2 separate regions of the Zea mays genome follow, and region 2 is linked to region 1. The links are chromatin contacts, called in public Hi-C maps. All regions are on one chromosome and are shown on one strand. Each heading gives the region's core, a stretch centred on a gene start, on an enhancer-like site or on the middle of the called end of the contact. The rest is flanking DNA. Distances are from core to core; before and after follow the strand shown.

What was found. A called contact is a pair of places that touch in the nucleus more often than the background predicts.
Region 2: a contact with region 1 is called in a Hi-C map of leaf, with 7 times the contacts expected there. The contact joins the promoter of LOC100285743 here to the promoter of LOC778437 in region 1. A contact is called at or near these places in 2 of 25 Hi-C or Micro-C datasets (leaf and tassel).

Annotation. Positions count from the first base shown.
Region 1 is chr5:184,432,566-184,435,191 of Zm-B73-REFERENCE-NAM-5.0, forward strand. LOC778437 (high affinity nitrate transporter) reads right to left here and starts at 1,333. Exons shown (of 2, transcript NM_001112459.2): 1 at 1,034-1,333; 2 at 216-846. The coding sequence starts at 1,181. The coding sequence ends at 383.
Region 2 is chr5:184,726,361-184,728,986 of Zm-B73-REFERENCE-NAM-5.0, forward strand. It overlaps LOC100285743 (ubiquitin family protein), which reads left to right and starts at 1,307. Exons shown (of 2, transcript NM_001158634.2): 1 at 1,307-1,649. The coding sequence starts at 1,379.

The DNA.
Region 1 (2,626 bases), core at 83-2,582:
GTAGCTTAATAGAGTGGTAAACGCTTAGATGAGGAGGCGGATTTTATGCTATTGTTTACTTAAATCGAAGAGAGACGCTGGGCTGGCCTTTTCAATGATTACTGCAAAATAAACTAGAAATAAATAAATTTGTAATAAGTGGGCAATATAATCCACTTTCGAGCAGACTATATATATTTTGAGCCCCTCCATTCGTAATCGAAAACCGGATCAGCAGAGAAACTTAAGTTATTATTTGGTAATTTTGACGCACACACTGCAGAAAAGTAACTTACATGATACACCAAAATAGTCGCGCGCACCAATGAATCAGCAACGACAGCCACTCATCGCCGCCGACGATTTACATGTATGCATGTATGGCGCGCAGCCGCAACTCGTTCTACTTGTTCTTCTTGCGGGTCTCGATGACGAAGAAGAAGGCGAGCGCGACGACGGAGAAGGCCGAGAAGACGCCGGCGGCGATCTTGAGAGAGGCGTGGATGCCGGTGATGCCGGCGACGTCGAAGGCGGCGGTGGGCGCCGTCTGGCCGTAGGCCACCTCGGCGCCCGACGCGTCCGTGGCGAAGGCGCGCAGGTAGTAGGAGCCCGAGGGGACGTCGCGGGCGACGGCGTACTGGAAGCTGCCGGGCGCCGCCGCCGCGTACGCCTGCTCGGTGACCTTGAACTGGCACGCCTTGTCCTTGCTGATGTCGTCCTCGGACTTGCGCCACCCGCGGTCCTTCTGGCTCGCCGGCGCGTAGCACAGCTTCACCTTCACGCCCTTGTACCCGGCGTCGGCGCCGGCCGGCTCCGTGGCGTTCAGGCTCCACGTCACCGTCAGCGAGTCCACGCCGGCGTGCAGGACTGCGAGAAGCATATATTTTATGGCAATCGTGTGTATTTTAATCAGCTAGCTCCTTGATTGTGAATGAACAAATCTAAAGGGGGGTTTCAAACATAGAGAAGAATAGGACTATGAATTAACCGAGCAAGTAATCAAAGTGCTAATCCTTTGGCTATGACTATGAGCCGGGCCGGAACGCGCGCGCACCTTGGCCGGGTTTGGCGGAGGTGGTGACGTCGAGCGCTTTGGGCAGCGAGGAGAGGTGCACCCCCGCGGCGGCCGGCGACGGCAGGGAGGCGGCGAAGAGAAGCGCCGCCAGCACACACAAGGCCTGCACGCTTTGCTGCCGAGCCATCGCTGCGGTACGTACGTACGTGCTCCGGTCCGGCCGCCGGTCGTCCCTTGCTATCACCAAGCGCTATAGCTCGGCGGTGTCCGTCTGGCCCACACTGGCTGTTGGTCGTCGTCGACCGGAGACACGACACGAGGCGAGGGATCTGAGCTCGGGGTTGTGGCTTGTGGGTTGGAGGACTAGTACGGACATGGCCGCGAACATATATAGGCGCGTGGCGGGGGTTGAAGGATGGCGGAGCGGGTAGTTGACTTTGCGGCCGTGTCGGCCTATGAGCGAGGAGTACGACTGCCAATCAAGTGATCAAAAGTCAGAGCTTTACGAAGCCAGGGGCAGCAACTTCATTTGCTCGTAGAGGGGCCCCAAAGGTTCCCGGGCGTTTGGGATGCGGCAACTGCGGCCGACTCCGCCCTGCGAATCTGCGAACCGGCTGGCAGGGGGCGAATGCCGGCGCCGGTGCTGGTGATGCCGAACTGCCGAGGCCTGCCGCGTACGGACGCGTCGTAAGTATCTGTCAGGGGGAATGGGTCGTTGGTAACTAGCGATAGGGAACAGGGTCATGTGACCCTTAGCGCAGATTAAGGGCTACGAGGTGCAGCGTTTGTTTGACTCGCCTCTAGCACAAGAAAGAATTAGCGAGAAGGCGCACGGCTTATCAACCAGCAGAGGCAGAGCACATGTCATGACAGTGATAGGAAGGCTAGCCCGAGCTAGCGATCCCTTGATTTGTTCGTCAGACCAGACATGTGTATATAGCTACGCCAACTGGTGAATAAACAAAAAGAGAGCACCGGATTATTGAGGGGATGATGCCGTCTCTAGGCATTGTTAAATCCCGAGTACCCTTTCATTGCTAGCTGCTGGACTTGGCGTCACTGCTAGCATCTTCTGCTCGTCAGCACCTCGCCTTTGATGTGGCCTTCCCCCCCCCCCCCCCCCCCCCCCCCCCCTTTTTTTAGTGAAACTGGCTCACCGTTGCGTTGAAATCTATCGCTGAGCACAACAAAACAATTCCCCTGGTGTACCGCATGAGTACATTCCTCCTCAATTATAAATTCCCCTCTTCTACAGGTGTTCAAATGAATTAGGACAGTATCGGTACCGTACAGATTAGCCAACGGGCCAACCCTTAGTCTTGGCCCACGAGAAAGACCTAGGTACGGCCTGCTAGACCAGTAATTATAATGTGTCATCTCACTGGCCCGTCACACTCGACGTGCCTAGAAGGCCCATATCGTTTAAATAAAAATAAAATAAAAATGTGTATATGTATGATTTAAACCATAGTTGCTAGCTTTAAAGAGTTATTTAAACACATCTAACCAACATAACACACATACCTTTTGTTTTTTTACATTATACTAACTATAATATAGATATATGCATGACAAAAAGGGACATGTTGGGCTATCCCGTTGTGGCACACCTGTGGCCTAAGTGTGACCCGA
Region 2 (2,626 bases), core at 57-2,556, 290 kb after region 1:
ATGGCCGGTCCCGTCCGCGATTGATGCTCGCACGTGCAGCAATCAGATTGTTTTATTAATTTGGGCATCTTGCGCCGACTCAGATTGTTCGGACTTATCATCACCATCTGGCCGAGGCAATAGAATAGAAGCAGCCATCAGTACTAATTTTAATCGTAGTACTGCAGTTTCCTTGCCTGCCGGCCATGCTGTTTGTTGGGAAAAAAAATTCTTTGCATCTAGAATATAAATAATCTCTTTTAGAGTCCCTCACATTCACTAATTGATGGTCCATATAAATAGAAAAAATATTAAAGAGTTAAGTTGCAAATTTTAATATGTTTTTGTGGGTCTATAAGTGGTGGACGGGAGGAGCTGTTTGGATACGGTTCGTATAGATTTTTTTTCCCTGTTTCTTGAACAGTGAACACGCATGCAGGATGAATTACCATCCCACAGCCCACAGGGGATTGTCAGTAGCTTATAGCTTTTGGAGCGGGCGGTGCAAATTAATTAATTAACGCATACTACTATACGAATATGCAAAGCGAGCTAGGAAGGACCAAGTTGGAAATGAAATGAGTGAGCACAGAGGCCCCCACCCATGCCCACCTTAACCACCCTCGGACGGAGCCACCAGAATTTGATCCAAACGAAACGCACACTTAACTTCGGCCCTACTCAAAACACGCACGCACTGTGCAACGTACACCACTCCTCCCTCCCCGTCGTCGTCGTCGTCGTCTTCTTTCCTTGCGTTCAAAACAACGGCCATAACCAATCGCGCGCGGGGCCGGAGAGGGGCCCTAAGCTACAACTAAAACAAGAAAACTAGCGGTGGCCGGCGCGGCCAGGCCAGGCCCAGGCCATCATGGCAAGGCAAACCGTCAACCGACCACGCCCCGATCAATCATCCTCCGCCTGCTCTTGGCCTATGGCCTCCAACTCCAACTCCTCCTACCACCCGCCATCGTCCGAGGAGGCTCTCTCCTCGTCTCGTCATCTTCGGCGACAAGGAACACTCCCCATGTGCATGCAATGCGAAGCAGTAGTACTGTAATGGCAACATGCTTGTCCTCGTCCGTGTTTTCTTATTAATGAATTCTGGGGCCCTACGCTCTGTTGCATTGCATTGCATGCCTGCCTGCCAGCCCTGCCTTGACGATGGACTCGGCCGGTCCTGGACTTTAAACACACGCACGCTTCTAGTTCTAGAGCCAGCCTGCCAGGACCAGCCTTGTGCAGTTGTGCCGCAACTCCCTCCAGTCCCCTCGTCGCCCTCCTCGTCCTATATATATTAACACCCCAGCCTTGGCACCACACGTCCACACCACAGAGCCTGAAATCGGCTACACACACGCGAATTGAACCAGCCGCTAGCCCCGCGCCTTTTGCGGCCATGATCAAGCTGAGCTACTCCAAGAGGCTCTTCAAGAGGATCTCCTCCACGTCCAATAAGCAGCAGGCGGCCGCTTCCGGCGGCGGCGGTGACAATGGCAGCGCGGCCGCGGCCGGCGGAGGAGGCGCCCGGGAGATCGAGTGGGAGGTGCGGCCGGGAGGGATGCTGGTGCAGAAGAGGGACGGGAGGGGCGGCCGGGAGACGGTCGCCGTCAGGGTTTCCACCGGCTTCTCCTGGCATGATGTGTCCATCGGAGCCACCTCCACTTTTGGTGAGCAGAGCACACTCTTCTCTCCGTTTCTTTTTCTTTTTCTCTCTCTGTTTGATGAGTGGCTTTCTTTTGCGGTTGCTGGTGGATTAGCAGCACTAGTAGTACGGTTTCTTGGAACTTGGTTTCACATGGTTCCTTCTTGGAACTTTCCATCATTTTATACCGAGCTTTCTTCCCCTGCACTGCATCCTTGCGTAGGAGAAAATAAAATGTGCGTAGGAAATGTCCAGTTTTTTTTCCCTCCCTCCAATCCTCCTCGTCAGTGAATGCAGAGTAGTACGTAGTTGGTTGCTAGTCGTTGAGTGCAGTTAATAAAGAACGGAAGCAGCGCCCTTGCTCTCAAGTCTGAACTGTCCAGTACAGCAGCATCCCTGCATTTGGCATTTCCTATGCACAGCACAGTGCGTGCAATGGAGTATGCACAGCACAGCTCTGCTCCCAAATTTCCATTTACTCCTCTGACGATGACACGATGACTGGTGGTCATCAAAAAAAAAAAAAAAACTCTGATGGTCACAGCGCCGCATCTTCCTCAGAAGTCAGAACTACAGTACTTCACAGTATCTGTAGCAGCACCAAATGCTGAAGCCGAGTCATAACTTTGGTAGCTGCGATGTACAAATGTGAAAATAATAATAAAATATTTATTATAGTCGCCAGCTCATACAGTATGCCTTATTAAGACTAGCTCCAACAAGGGACCCTAAAGGGTTCTGTACCCTAAATATAGAGGATCGAATGGTCCTCTACGCCCTCCAGCAGCGTCCTCTAAACGATCCTCTAAATTTAGAGAACGCTGCTGGATTCTCTATATATAGAGTTTCTCTAAACGATCCTCTATCCATTTGAATACTTTAAATAACCGGTTTACCAAAACTAAAATATGTACAATACATTTGAGAGTATGACAAATACGTATGTATAAAAAATAAAAATAAAAAATATTTTTAATATAGATATTTGAGTGTAGAGGACGT